2 separate regions of the Mus musculus genome follow, and region 2 is linked to region 1. Evidence: chromatin contacts called from public promoter capture Hi-C data. All regions are on one chromosome and are shown on one strand. The core of a region is the stretch at or near the end of the contact, and the rest is flanking DNA. Distances in the headings are between cores, read along the strand shown.

Region 1 (7,966 bases), core at 2,801-5,300:
CACAAGCTGGTGTTTTTCTGATTTTCTCAGCCTTGCTGGCCAGTTGAATTCCTATCCATGGCTAAGACTCCGCAGCTACCTCCTTTATGAAATCTCTGATCCCATTGTTTCCTGACCACACCCACATCGCTCTTAACCATGTGCCCAGCATACAGTTTTCTGTGCATACACCAAACTCTCCTGATTAAGTTTAAGGGAAAGAAACACTTCTTATACATTTTTGTATTCTCATTATCCAAAATATTACTTTATAGAGTTAAAACAAACAAACAAACACTTGTTCATCTTGCAAGACATTGCGGTTTACAGCTAATTCATACCCATGCCATTCTTGAGTGGTGAGATGGCCTCCATGTTCTCCCTGGGCACGCGGAGGGCATTGGTGTCTATGTAGTAGGTGGGCCCGCCCTGCTTGCCTTTGTCACCATCAATCTCCATCATTGTACTTCCGTCATCTCTCTCCAGCACCACACCGATAGCCGTGGGGAAATCAACCTGGGACGTTAAAATATGGCGGGAAGGATCAGCTGCTCTCGGGAGGGGCTGTTTCCAGTGTCTACCTTCAGTTTTGCTTTGAGGTTCTGCTTGAATTTAATTTTGCACAGATGACTCTTGCCTACCCAAGTAATTCATTCATATCATTGTTCTTACCTTAGGGCAGTCCTCGCCAGCATAGCCAGCCCTCACTGTGTACGATCCAATGTCAAAAACAAGAGCGCCAACTTCATCTGAAGAGATTAAAAGAGAATTACTGAAGAGATTAAAAATAGAATTGCATATGCCTTTAATCCCAATAAGGGAGGCAGAGGCAGACAGATCTCTGAGTTCTAGGCCAAACTGGTCTACATAGCTAATTCTGGGACAGCCAGAACTACACAGAGAAACTCTTGTCTCAACAAAGAAAAGGACATATTTTATGTATATAAAATGAAAATTTAAAACTTTGTAAAAATCCATTACATTCACACATGATTAGCTAGAATCTAGTGTTTACCATTGTTGTTTCAAGACAGGGTGTCTCTGTGATCTTACGTGTCACAGAACTCACAAAGATCCTGTCTCTGACTCTCAAGTGGATTAAAACTATGCACCACCATGTCTGGCATGAACCTAGTATTAAATGCACCTTCAAGATGTATTTAATTAAAATATGGCAAGTCATACTGTTTTATCAATGGAGGTTTAATCAGGAAAGCCATGGTACACTGACAGCAGGTAGTAGTTTCCTTACTAAAGGAACTAATTATAAACTTCTATAGTCCAGGTACAGAAGGATGAACAAAGGACTGCCCTCATAATCCTTAAACTGAGGAAACAAGAAGAAACTGTTCCCAGAACCTAGAAGGTTTCTGCTGAGAGCTGTGGTAACAGCTGAATGATGCAGAGCTAAGCTGCCTATTCAGGGAGGGAGGGCCAAGCTCAGATTGCAATCCCAGGAAGACTCTATAATGCAGCATCCAAATTGGGGCATTTTAACTTGGGTGGGGAACACCAGCTTTTAACGATTATACTAAAACAAAAAGCACAGGCAAAAAGTATAGTTACCCTACCATCACCAAATCAAAGTTCAAAGCTGAAACCAGAGGCTGAGAAAGCCCAGAGGCCATCTCTACAGGCACAAGATGTGTATAAATGACAGCAAGGGAATCTGGTGGCACAAAACAAATCAAACAAACAAACAAAGGAAAGAAAAATAAAAACCACCGAATACATCCTAGTACAATTTCATCAATTATGGGGAATTATGTTTTGTTTCATGAAATGAAGAAACACAGCAAAATATGAAAACTGCACAGCATGGAAATTAGAGTGTAATTTATACAGGCCAAGTAAAAAGCATTTAATGAACGTATCATTTAAGTTACACATTCCAGACTTTAGGAGACAGTTTAGTGGTAAGAAAAAAGCTGGCAATCTTTTTCAGTCTAATTTAGAGAAAAGCCTCCATGTATATTTTCCAAATACTTCACCCCAAACAGCAGGCCTCCTAGGATAATGCACTTGGGTTTCTCAGTACTGGTTTTTCAATGGGGTCCCCCTCAAAATTTAAAACACTAATCCTACTTACCTACATTACTCAAATGCTAAGGCCTTAAAAGTTCTTCTGTTTCTCTAGTTAAAGCCAATCTATGCCCAATCTACCCAGTTTGGTGCTAGTTACAAAGAGGCACCCAAAGAGAATCACAGAGCTATTTAGTTTAGACATACCCAGTTTGGAGAAATTCCTAGTTTAAAAGGAGATGCATATGCAACTGTTTGAATGAAAATGTCTCCTATAGACGCTGATATTTAAACATCTGGGCCCCAGTTGGTGGTGCTGTTTATGGAGGTTTAGAAGATGTGGGCCTTGATGTAGGAAGCTGTCACTGGGGGACAGGCTTTGAGTTTAAAGCCCCCACTATTTCCAGCTGCTTCATGCTTGAGGTTGGACACGTGAGCCCAGATTCCTGCCCCACCATCATGCCTGCTGTTAGCTGCCATACCTCTCTCAAACTGGACTCTTACCTCTCTGGAATCATAAGCTAAAGTAAACTCTTTCTTCTAGAAGCTGATTTTGTTTTTTTGTTTCTTGGTTTTTTTTTTTTTTTTAATCACAGCAACTGAAAAATGACTAATACACTATGTGAGATGGGTAATTTACTAACTTCTCTGCTACAGTTTAATCCGAAAAATGTATTTAATACTTACCTCATAGGATAGGATGACTAAATGCCTTGAATGTTTTAATGTATAAAGCACTTACAGTGCTGACAAACAATAAGCCGATAAATATTAGCTAACGGTAATTATTACTGTCACACTTCTTGCCAGGGAAAAGACTACCGTTCCTAGAGAAACTACTATAGTTTATTCTCAGAAAACCCTACACAGCAGTTAAAATGAGTGGGCACAGATCTACTGACTCAATGCAGATATAGATTTGTTAGTGTGAGGATACTATTTAACTCTTGATGGGTGCGTGTTACCTGTACACGGCAGAGAAAGGAATACCCCTGCCTCATCCCAGAAGCAATTTGCTCCCAATTTACAACGAGTCTTTAAACTTTGAGCTGGTTGTTTAACTCTTGCCAATATTTTTTTCTTCGTTAACGTGAGGGATGGCAGCACCATCTCCTGTCAACATCCCCCCTAGAGGAGAGTCTCTAACTAGGTAACTACTCTTAAACAAAACAGTACTTAGAAGCCTTGTTTTCGTTATCGCCGATCTAGAAAAGGCTCCCGCCCAGCCGGACAGGAGAACTGCAGCCTGTACCTCAGGGATCCGCTCATCTGGGGACCGAGCACGCCTGGAACGATGTCCAGGCTGTAGTGGCTGCTGAAGGACCCAGAGCAGCAGCCGCAACACCGGGCGCCACTCGCACCCAGTGCCAACCCCGGGGGCCCGGAACCTCCGCGAGCTGCCCGGGACCAACGCGCGGCGGAACCGGTACAGTGAGGGACCCGGCGTGCCAGGGACTGCCATCAGAGCCCAGCCGGTAAGACGCGCCAAGGCCCTTCCTTGAGGCCATCTCGGAGCAGCGACGGGACAAGCCGGAAACCTATTGCGCGCCGGCCCGGGTCCGAAGAGAAGGAGAGGCCGTGGCCCATACGGGGACCGGAAGCACCGTCCAAAGACCGGAAGGGCCCGCCGAGGACCGGAGGGAAACGGAAGCGACTAGGGACCAGGCCGGTCGTTCCGGTCCGCACGCCCCGAGGCGCCGCTGCGCTCACTCACCTCCGCCGTACACGCCGCCGCTCATGGCTACTGTCTGGCGGGGACTGGCCGAAGACTACCGGACGAAAGATAACAGCGGCGTGACTCCTCTCCCTGAGAACGCCGGCCCCGCAAGCCTGCAACTTCCAACGCCGCCCCCTCCGGCAACAAAGCAGCGGCCGCACGCCCGCTGCACAGCCACTCTTGCTGGTTTCTCGTATCAACCAATGACAAAGGGTCCGGCTTAGTCATTAGCCAATCAGAGTGTGGCGCTGCTGCATCCCCGCGCGGTTTAGCCGTCTTAGCCAATGGAAGGCATCCGTAGGGGCAGGGAGAGGGAGAAGCGACAGAAGAAGGGAAGGTGTTGGGGTACGGGCAGGAGGGGGCGGAGCTTCGCGGGCGGGTGAGGTGGGTGGAGCTTCGCGAGCGGCCGGTAGGGTGGACCGAGCTTCCAGGAGCAAGGCGGGGGGAGTGGGTGGAGCTGTGCTTCGCGCGCGAATAGAGTAGGAGGAGTCTTAGGTGGGCGGGCGAGTGGGAGGGGCTTGGTGCAGGAGTGGGCCGGGTTTCGAGAGTGAGTTAATTAGGTACTGGGAATTAAGAGGCTTGCCTCAGGCCATCAACCGCTCTGGTTCTAAAGGATGGCTGCTCCCCAGGAGCCAAAGGAACTTGAGTGCAAGGAATCTGGAACTTGAGTTAGTTACCTGGGAGAGATCCCTGGCCTTTGATTGTGATGAATTCGGAATTTTTTTTTTTTTAAGCAGAAATACTTCAACTAACATTTATACTTGAAAAAGAAATGTGCACTTCACTTTGAATTAATCAGCAAATCAGATATAATAATAGGATCCATCATTTTAAACAATGGCTATTTATATTAAAAGACAGTACATTTTTCCAGCTAGATTTAGATAGCATTTAAAAATCATGACTTCAGTTTCTTTCATTTCTGTGAAAATCATTCACCAAGCAAGTGGAGCACTATTCAAGGAAGCACCCATTTGTAAATACCTCCCCAATCCGTGTCTACTGTTCTTAGTCTACATCTCTATCAGTGTCGCCCAGAACACTGTCTTTTCTTACCCCAAATTACTGCAACAATTTGTCCCTCTGCTTCTCTAGGCCTTAGATAGCCTGATCTATATAACCAAAGGCCCAAACCAGTCCTGCCATTCCAAAGCTCAAGTGTAATGTAGCTCTGTACCTGGTAGCAGTGCTTAAATTGAAGTGTCTAGGGTCTAGCTACATAGTGGCTACTTGTAACCTTAGGTGGGTTGAATAAACTCTCATCCATTTCCCTGCCATTAAGGTGGCAGGAATTGACCTGTCTGTCATAGGTTCAGGAATAACGCTAGTAAGAAAATGCTCTCCCGTTCACTTGACACTGTGTGCTGTGAGCTGACAGTGATGGTTTGGATTTGGGTTTTTTGAGAGAAAGTCTCACTGTGTAGGCCAGGCTAGTCTCCAAGTTGTAATCCTCCTGCCTCTGCCTCCTTGTACTGGAATTATAGGCACATGCCACCGTGTGTGTATTACTACATTTTAAATGATTCAAAAACAGTTTTAAGAATACTATGATACTCCCATGTCAGAAACCTTGTGCTGTGTTTTACTGGAGCATAGCCAAGCTTATTCACAGCTGTGCCTGAGGTGATGTGTCTGGTTAAGATGTAGAGCACATTACTGCCAAGTGACCTGTGGGAGGGGTTGCTTACTTCTCAATGTATGCAACACCTAACACAGCCTGCCTCAGTGCTGTGTACTGTGGTCCCCATGATCAGTGCTCACTGCCGATCAGCACCCCAAAACAATTCTATTTCCAGTCATGTTTTCATGTTTGACTAAATAAAACTGATAGGTTATTATGGACTGTGGTTCCAAGCCAGGCATTGTGGCACACAGTTTTAATCCCAGAATTCAAGAGGCAGAGGCAGGTGGATTTCTGTGAGTTTGAAATTAGCCTGGTCTACATAGTGAGTTCCAGGCCAGTAAGGGATGCATACTGGCTACATAGCAAGACCCTGCCTCAAATAGATATATACATGATAAATGTATAAGTACTATGGTTCCAATAATGAAAAATTGGAGAGATATTATTTTACTTTATAATATATAGTAGTACAGTTAAACCACTATCATTTAAATATCTAGCAATTCATTTACAAGTTTGATGGATTTACAGATTGATATCCTTTACCAATACCATCTGCAAGATCTCTCATGAATTTAAGAGAATAAACCTTAGAATTAAAAATACCTCTTTGGGGGCTGGAGAGATGGCTCAGCAGCTAAGAACACTGACTGCTCTACCACAGGTCATGAGTTTAATTCCCGGCAACCATATGGTGGCTCACAACCATCTGTAATGGGATCCGATGCCATCTTCTGGTGTGTCTGAAGATAGGTACAGTGTGCTCATATACATAAAATGACTAAATAAATCTTTTAAAAAAGAAATTATTTATTAAAAAAATACCTCTTTGGGCCGAAGAAGAATCAAGTATTTGTTCCATACTCTCCAGGGTTCAACAGAAACCAGAGCTGTTCAGCAGGGTTGATTACAACATCTTGAGCTCACTGCACCTAACCCAGAGGATACAGAAATCTAAAAGCAAAGAAGACAGCTTGTAACAATGTTGAAAAGCTGTGCTCAGATGTTTTTAATAAAGTAAGAAAGATTAGAAAGCAGATCATTCATAATTTCAGTTGAGCTCAGTCTCTTGATATGTTACTGGAGTAGAGACTTCATTTAATGAACCAATTAGGTAAACTTTATAGAAAATTAACTTTTTCACAGTGTGCCTGATATGACTAATCACATGTTAAACACATGAAAACACACATCTAAACTGTAGCCTCCCATAAGCCCGAAGCAGGCTGAGCCAGAACTTGACCTTGCTGCCACTAAGGAGATTATCTAGGGTGGAGCCTTCCTCCCTAGATCACTCTATTGTTGAGCCACTGTCGCTGTTCCTCTTCAAGATACTGCTACCTGCTGAGAGCTATTCTGGAGACTATGCCCTATCCTGCACATCATCACCTGCAGCTGGTTCTGGGCTCCAAGGATGAATTGGCGGGAATGGACTTCCCCCCTCTTTTATAAAGCGTGTCCGCCATTAAAAATTTGAACCTTGAGCAGACTAAAGTTGACTTGGTTCCATTATTTCTCAACCTGCCTAGGCTCTCTCTTTTCTTTCAGTTCCAAGATGCCTTCCAGGCTCGAACCCGGACATGTGAGCGGCTGGCCGGCCTCAACAACTTGGCGAACCAACTCAGGACCTGAGAATGGCAGAGTACATTTGGAAGAAGCACTGCTGGTTTGGCGCTCTGTGGAAGAAGAAAAAAAAAATTGTACCGGAGAAGATTGGTACAGGCTAAGCTGGAACAGCGCTAAAACCCGCGCGCTGGATTCACTTAGGTTCAGCAGTGAGTTGTCAGGAACTAGGAACTCAACAGGCAGGCAGTCGGCTGCAGCTTCCAGAAGCTGCTTTTTTGGCGAGAGAAATAAAAGGGTTTAATAAAAAGAATTTTATGGGCTGGTGAGATGGCTCAGTGGGTAAGAGTACCCGACTGCTCTTCCAAAGGTCCAGTGTTCAAGTCCCAGCAACCACATGGTGGCTCACAACCATCCGTAACAAGATCTGGCGCCCTCCTCTGGTGTGTCTGAAGACAGCTATAAATAAATAAATAAATCTTAAAAAAAAAAAAAAAAGGATTTTATAATCAGGCGGATGGCCGCAGTTGGAAACTGCATCAGGCGCGGGAGGAAAGTAGATTTTGAAACTCTCCCAGGGACAGAGAGAAAATGGGGGAATCCCCTTTTGTGTTCGTTGCAGGCCAGTGTCTTTGTTCTGAGTGTCTGTCTTATGTTTCCAGAAACAAACATGTGCTTGTTGTGTTGGTTTGTTGTCTGTGTTTTGTCCCGTGTCTCTGAAACATGGCGCAGTCTGAGTTTAGATCTGCCTGAGTTTGGTTTCTCTGGTGTTTATAGACGATGGGGTTTTCTGACACACGCGCTTGGTATTTGCAGCTGTCCCTTCGGGCTGTAAGGACCGGAGGACTGTGGTCAGCAGATGTGCTAGGAAAACCATCACCTCACCAGGGGATGCCCTGGGGAGTGGGGAGAGCCAGAGACATCTGGCAGTCTCCAGAGATCGGTCAGAGGGACCAAGTTTTGTTTATGAAATGGAAGCTTACCCTTCTAATTCTTTTGCCTGCTCGTGGAGGACGAGTAAGGGTTGCATGTGTCTGGATCTGTTGGTTTCTGTTTTGTGT
Region 2 (7,966 bases), core at 1,685-4,184, 8.2 Mb before region 1:
AGGAGCTGCAATTACACATATCCTCTAAAAAAGCACTATGCACTCTTAAGCTCTGAGCCACCTCAGCAGCCCTACCACCTCACTATATTGCTTTGGCTGGTCTCAAACTACAAGGTATAGTTGACCCTCTAGTCTCAACTTCCGAGTAGCTTGGACTATAGGCATGTACCACTGTACAGCTTATTATCACACACCCCCCTTTGAAACTTCATCTTTTAGAAGATTCCTTATTTTTATTTTTGTGTATGTGCACCACCCATGTGAGGATACCCTCAGGGGCCAAAGGGCAATAGATCCTCTATAACTGGGTGACCCAGATATGGGTGCTCTGTCAAAAGCAGTAAGCACTTTTAACTACTGAGCTATCTGTCCAAGCTGTAGCCCACCCTATTCAGTTTTCTTAGGAAAACAAGAAGGAGGGCATGGCATCTGGCTTGCATGTAGAAAGCACTCTTGTTTTAAGTAAGATTTGGGAGCCGTGGCTCCTTCATGACCATTACCTCAGCCTAGATGGAGGTCTGGGTTTGTTGCTAGCCTCTATAATTCAGAAAAATGTTTATCAAAACAAACAACAAATAGAAGACATGAACCTATCCATGTCATTAATTTACAAGAATAATGCCAAAAGTCAACTAGCTAGTTAGTAATAACTATACTATCACCCATTTCTTTCAGCAGTACATTCCTTACACCACCACTCTAAGTTACCCATTAGACACTGTAGAACAGCTTAAGAGTCAGCACTGCCACCCTGCCACAGATCTGAGGAAAAGCATTCCCAGTACTGCAGTGACCCCAGGATGTAAGAGTTGTTAATACAGAAACATTGGTGCAACTAGAGCTCCTTTTGAATTTGAGAAAGGTCTGTCTACATAGCCCTGGCTGTCCTGAAACTAAGTAGTAGATTAGGCTGACCTTGAATTCAGAGATCCACTGCCATTCCCTCAAAAGTACTGGAATTAAAGGCCTGGCTTCTGATTTTCTGAGACCTTGGTCTTGAGTGTAATCCAGGCTGGCTTCAAGCTCATAATCCCCTTGTTGGAATTATAGGTATGGGCCACACTCCCAGTAAGTCACTGTATCCTTAATCTAAGGAGGACTGGAGATCCAAGGCACAAGTAGGTTAAACTGTCAAATATTTTTCCAAGTAATCTGCAATAAAATTCTTGGGGGGAGGGGCTAGAAAATCTGCACATACAGCTTGATGATAAAGCACTTGCCCAGCAAGCACAAAGCCCTAGGCTCATCCCCATGAGGGGGGAAAAGAATCTCCAGTTTCACTTTGAAACGTTTTAAAGTCTAGAAAACTGAGTTTATAAAAACTCGGAGCCAGGCGGTGGTGGCGCATGCCTTTAATCCCAGCACCCGGGAGGCAGAGGCAGGTGGATTTCTGAGTTCGAGGACAGCCTGGTCTACAAAGTGAGTTCCAGGACAGCCAAGGCTGTAAAGAGAAACCCTGTCTCCAAAAACCGAAAAGCAAACAAAACAAACAAACAAACAAAACAAAAACAAACACACAAAAAACTCGATTAATATTTCATAGTTCAATAAATATTATAATGCCTAGTACTCTGTGTAAATCTAGATATGGAGGGGTAACAGAGTGATCAACAGGTTTCTCTACGAAATTTTAAGAAGACTTGATATACCATGTTCTCTTCACTTATTTAGCAATGGTAGTAAACTGCTCTTTTCAGCAGGCCAGAATTGTACTAATACAAGATGGAGAGCAAAACTCAGTGCTTTTGTTTTGTTTTTCCTTAAGGTGTCAAAATTTAGTAAGAATTAATAAGGAGAGCAGAATGTCTATAATCCCAGTATCTTGAAGAAGACAGTGACGTGAGGATCAAGAATTCCACAACCCCCTGGGCTACACAAGTAGATAGTGTTTCAAAAAGCAAGCAAAATAACAAAAGCAAATAAGTTAGTGAGCATTTCTGCGTGCAAAACCTAAGAAACTAAATTGGTTCTGCGTGCAAAACCTAAGAAACTAAATTGGTTCAACATTTATCTCCCCCTACAGGAGAGATAAAACAATCACAATTGTACAGGATCCCTTCACCGCATTTGACCCTCACAACCCCATAAACATGCTCAAACTTCGGCTGTTCCACCAACTCTCCCCAGACCAGCGAAAACTTGCCAACAAAACAGCCGCAATTCCCACAGAAAAGTTCAGTTATTTTAGTGCAGTTTTATTAAAAAAAGAAAAAAAAAGAAAAAGGAGAGTTTTACTCAGCATTTCCATTCTAACTTTTTTCTTTTTGACTTCTCTTCGAACGCCTAATCCTCTACATCAATCGGCATACGCCACCAAATACAAGCCAGTCTTCATTTTACTTTCTAACTGCAGTTGCTGCAACCCAAATAAAGCCCCAAGGGCCATATTGCATGGGTCAGCATTCGAACGCAAAGGCACAACCCAATTGCTAACGCGCAGGCTACCGTGGGACCAGCTGTGCGATCCGGACTCTGAATCAACTGTCCTGTGTCAGGCATTCTGAAACACAACCACACAACCGCAAAAACACCTAATACCAGCTGCCTTCACAGCCACATCTACCTAGCAGCTTTTCGAGACTTTCGTTTCACCACCTCACTTCAGGAGCCAGCCCAATCGGACTTCCACTTACAAATCCGCTCGTCCCGACTCGCCTCTACTCTGTGTCAAGTTCCCGGAAACTTTTCCACGGTATTCACCGCGTCTAGGACGCCGACACGTGAAGGCACGAGCCCAGCACAGCCCCGCTGCCCAGTCACCCACGTCGTGCCCCTACCCGTCAAGGAGAACCTGAGGTCCCACCTCTTCCTGTCGCTCCCTCTCCTAGATGTCCATTTATGTAAATCGGCACGGTGAATGACACCTAGGAACCAAACACCTCCCGCGGACCGCACTCACCGGCCTCCGGGGAGTCCTGAGCGGGCGACGGCACGCCGGTGCCCACGGTGGACAGGTGCTGCGGCAGCTTCTTGGTCCACGGGTTCCCCTTTGGCGGCGGCGGCGGCGGCTTGTCCTCCGGGCCGGCTGCCGCTGGGTCCTCGCGGGCGTCCTCCGGTGGGTCCCGCGGTGCTGGCGGCGGCAGCGGCGGCGGTGGTGGTGGCGGCGGCGGAGGCGGCGGCGGCAGCGGCGGAGCCTCCCCGCCGAAGGGACCCCCGGGCGCACGCGCCTTGTGCGCCAGGTGCAGCGCCAGCGGCCTCACGGGCACGGCCGCTTGCGGCACGCTGTGTCCCAGCACGAGCGCCGGCGACGGCTCTCCCCGCGCACCCGCGCTGGTGGCGGCCGCGGCCCGCTCCTCCCTCGCCTCCTTGCCCTCCCGCTCGCCGGGCGCCGGCTGCTCCGCCCGCCGGCTCGTCGCTGCCAACAGCGCGTCCCGGTCTCCGGCCACGGCGGGCGGGTCCTCCCGGGTGGCAGCGGCGGGCACCGGGGCGCGAGCGGACATGGCCGGCCCCTGGCCCCAGCCTCCTGCCCAGCCGGGGGCCGTCCGGGTCCAGGGAGCCCGGCCGCCCCTCTCTCCACACGGGGGCACCGACCCGCTTCGGTCCTGGGACGCGGAACCCGCCCGCCGAGGCGTGCAGCGCCCGGCGTGCCCGTCCTCCCCGCCCGCCGAGCGGAGCGCTAACCGCCCGCCGCCTGGCCTCGTCGCAGCGCACGGCCGGAGCTCGCCACTCGCGCCGGGCGCGCCCGAGCCGCGAGCCCTCAGCGGGCGCGGGCGACAACGCGGCGCTCCAGCCAGTCTGAAGGATCTCTGGCGAGCTGCGGAGGCGCGCGCGGCCTGAGCCGGTAACTGTCCCTGAGGGCGGGGCATGCAGAGGGCGAGGCAGCCAGGGGCGGGGCGTGCAGAGGGCGAGGAAGGCTACTGGGCGGGGCGTACAGAGGGCGAGGAGGGCCAATGGGCGGGGTGGCCAGGTAGGCGGGGCGTTTATAGGCTGAGGCGGGCCGATGGGCTGGGCGTGCGGAGGCGGAGGCGTCCAAGAGGCGGGGCGCGCAAGGGGAAAGGCGTGCCAGTGGGCGGGGCGTGATGTAGGCAAGAGCCAAGATAATCAGCGTTCAGTAGGCCAGGTGCCCAAGGACCAGGGCGAGGGCCAGTCAGGGTGAGGGGCGGGGCGGGTAGAGGGCGAGGCAGGTTAGGGGGCGGGCACCCTGGAAAGTGACGTGGCCACTTGCGGGCATTCCCTAAACGCTGCGGGCGACCGCGGCCTGTGGAGTCTTCCCGAATGCGGCGGGCATGGTTTGATGAGAGCCCCGCCCTAGCGGATCGCGAGGATGAACCTGCTACGCTTGGGGAGCATCTTACGTCTGTGACCCAGGGACTAGGAGGACAATCTTCAGGAACCAGGAGGACCAGAAAGTCCATTTGCGCTAAGGTGAAACGCTTCAGGCTTTTCACGAGGGCGGGTCCTCAGGACCCAGGAAAAGTTTCCCAGTAACGATGTGGGCTCCAATAGGCACTCCTGATCCGGAGCCAAGTTCAAGTGAAGACCCAGCCTCGACATTACAAGAAGTGCACTTGTCGGTCCTGATTCTAACCTACAGACAACGAAATGATTCTTTAGTGCTCTTGAGTAAAACGAACACTAGACATTTCGCCACCTTTTTCATTTTTCATTTTTTTTCAGTGGGTTTTGATGTTTTCATCAAACTAAGTCTCCTGTAGCACAAGTTGACCTCGATCTCGAGGCTGGCCGTGAGCCTACCATTCTAGTCCAGGTTGCCCTGGAAGCCATCGATTTAGACCAGTCTGGTTCTGAACTCAAAGGAATGCACCTGCCTTAGCTTTTGAAATGGGATGACCAACAGGCATGCGTGCTACCCACCAGCTAGTCTTGAACTTTTTTTTTTTTTTAAGATTCTTTTAGAGTCCCTAAGGCTAGTATTAAAGCATAAGGACCACACCCAGTTGGCTTTGTACATTCACTCTGTCTAGATTTCTTTTTTTAGATCCGCCTGCCTCTGCCTCCCAAATGCTGTGATTAAAGAAGCGCACTGCCCAGCATGAATTGTTCTATTTTTAATCACAAGAATGCGAGTACGTGTGTGTGCGTTTGTGCACACACACAAGTGTGCAGGTGCCCTTGATTACCAGAGGTATTGGATCCTCCTTGCGCTGCCGATACAGGCTGTTGTGCCCAGCACGGTGCTGGGAAGCCAGAGTGTAAGCGCTCTTAGTCCTCAAGCCATCTCTCCAGCTCCTTTGCTTTGAACAATTGACTGAGTGAAAAAAGAGCTACAGAGGAGAGGACATGACTGCTCCTAGGCATGGTGGAGGAATCTAGAGTGGACATGACCAGACTGAGACTGAACTGGAGGCATGTGGAGAGGAGGGGGGGATGGAAGAGGGGAGAGAAAGGGACAAATTTTAGCAGCCTGGAGGCCAAAGGTACAAAAGGGACGTGCAACCAGAATGGCTGCATTATAATAAGGGAAGAGCAGCCCAGTTGCCTGGGCTGGGGAGTCCAGTGTAGGGACTGGGGGTATGGCAGCCAGGAGGGCCCTGTAATTGTTTGGGGCTGAAGGATGCCTGGAGAACCTAGCTTCCAGGTCCCCATTGTTAAATAGGCACCTCAGCCTTTTGCCCCGGGGATTTGAGATTTAACTTTGACCTTTACTCCAACTCCCAAATGCCTTGATTAGAGGAGGGGAGCCATCACTCCCAGTTAATTTCCCAGGCTTTAATCTGTAGGAATTGCACTGGATCACAGTTTAACTATGTTCCCACTGTTGCTCCCCAGTGATGGGTAGTGACACAGTACAGATAGATAACATTTTGGGAAGCCTAGCAAGTTCTTTCTTTTTAGCATTGAAATTTGATCTGAGGTGATATTGGCAGCACATGCTTCTGGTTTAATGAAGTTCTATTCTGCAAGGTCATCATTGAGAGCTATTCTTACTGGTGAAAAGGTTTTCTCCACCTCACGCCAGCTCCAACCCTGTTGAATAGTGTACTCATGACCTCACACATTACGTCAGCTATAAAGTGAGGCTTTGCTGTGACCCTAAGCAACCTCCTGAAACTGGTTGCTAGTCAATGAGGACTATACTTCAATCTGTATTGCCCAATGCCAACTTTTTTTGTTTTGGTTTGGTTTTTGTTTTGTTTTGTTTTTGTTTTTATTTTGTTTGTTTGTTTGTTTTTGTTTTGAGACAGGGTTTCTTTGTGTAGCCCTGACTGTCCTGCAACTAGCTCTGTAGATCAAGCTACAGACTGGCAGAGATCCCCCTGCCTCTGTCTGACAGAGATGCCCCTGTCACCTGAAATGCTGGGATTGAAGGAGTGCACCACCACTGCTTGGCTGCTAGCTGTTCTTGTAATCAGAGTTAGTTTGTTTTTTTCAAGACCTGTTGGGAAATACTAAATTGTATAAAATTGTACCAACAAGTACTAGTCAATGAGATTCTGAACACATTGTATTTATTTATTTATTTATTTATTTATTTATTTTTTCGAGACAGAGTTTCTCTGTGTAGCCCTAGCTGTCCTGGAACTCACTCTGTAGACCAGGCTGGCTTCGAACTCAGAAATTCGCCTGCCTCTGCCTCCCAAGTGCTGGGATTAAAGGTGTGCGCCACCATGCCCAGCTGTGTTTATTTTTTACCATCAGCTTATTGAAATACAAGACTGAGTCAGGGGAGGAAGAGGAAATAGGATAGTGTCTCTCTAAAATTCCATTTACTTGTGCTGCTGTGGATATTTGGTGTATGCATGTGTATGTGTATGTGTGTACACACGGGTACGTGTATGTAGGTCAGAGGTAGACTTCAGGCAGCATCCACCCATTTCTCTTTATTTATTTATTATTTTGATGTAAATTCTCTCACTAGCTGGAACTCACCCACTAGGCTGGGCCAGCTGGCCAGTGAGTCTGAACCTCCCTGGTGCCACCATGTTTGGTCCTTTTTTGGACATCAAACTCAAATCCTCATAAGTACTTTTCTGAGCTCTCACTCTAGTTCTGGATTGTATTTAAAGATTACAGACTTCTCAAAAAAAAAAAAAAGTTTCAGCTGGGCATGGGACACACACCTTTGATCCCAGAACTTGGGAGGCAGAGGCAGGCACATTTCTGTGTCTGAGGCCAGCCTTGTCTACAAAGTGAGTTCCAGGACAACCGTGACTATACAGAGAAACCCTGTCTGGAACAACTCCCCCCCCCCCCCCCCAAAAAAAAAGAGACAGACAGACAGATTCTTAAGTCAAAGTGAAGGATGAGAAAGAAACAGTGTTTCTAGAAACAGTATTTGTTTTGCCAGTAGAGAATTGAGAGCAGTTGTAGACTCCAGAAAACAGTGGCAGGGGTTAAAGCCTCGATTGTAGTGCATTGTTACTTGGACAGAAGCTGGCTGGCTATTATCTATCTTTCAAGTACTTAGAACTCTTGCTTCCTCCTCCTCCTCCTCTTCCTCTTCTTTTTTTTTTTTTTCTCAAGACAGGGTTTCTCTGTGTAGCCCTGGCTGTTCTGGAACTCACTCTGAAGACCAGGCTAGCTTCACACTCAGAGCTCCCCCTGCCTCTTGCTAGGCAACTTGTGCCACCGCTGCCTGCCATACCTGCTTCTTGTTAAGAGCGTTGATGTTTTTGTTCTTGTTCACTCTAGCCTTTTTCTTTTTCTGCTCTTTTTTATTTGTTTCGTGTTTTGTTTCTGAAGAACAAGCAAGAAAACTTTTATTAAGAGGTAGAGCCGGGGCTGGAGAGATGGCTCAGCAGTTAAGAGCATTGACTCCTCTTCCAGAGGCCCTGAGTTCAATTCCTAGTAACCACATGGCCCTCTTCTGGTGTGTCTGAAGACAGCTACAGTGTACTCATATAGATAAATAATTTTTTTTTTTAAGAGATAGAGTAATACCTCCCTAAGAAGGGTCTGGGAAATGGGTTGTCCTGTGTTTTATTTGGTTGCTTTGTATTTTTTGTTTTGTTTTATTTTGGTTTGTTTATTGTGACAGAGTTGCATTAAGTAGCCCAGCCTGCCC

Evidence for each region. Capture Hi-C pulls out chosen DNA fragments and counts their contacts.
Region 2: a contact with region 1 is called in a promoter capture Hi-C map of liver, with 2.6 times the contacts expected there. The contact joins the promoter of Larp1b here to the promoter of Actl6a in region 1. A contact is called at or near these places in 1 of 484 Hi-C or Micro-C datasets (CD8 T cells) and 1 of 9 other capture datasets (liver).

Annotation. Positions count from the first base shown.
Region 1 is chr3:32,704,630-32,712,595 of GRCm38.p6, reverse strand. It overlaps Actl6a (actin-like 6A), which reads right to left and starts at 4,050. Exons shown (of 14, transcript NM_019673.2): 1 at 3,716-4,050; 2 at 652-728; 3 at 321-495. The coding sequence starts at 3,740.
Region 2 is chr3:40,945,618-40,953,583 of GRCm38.p6, reverse strand. Larp1b (La ribonucleoprotein domain family, member 1B) reads right to left here and starts at 2,934. Exons shown (of 10, transcript NM_001040399.2): 1 at 2,900-2,934.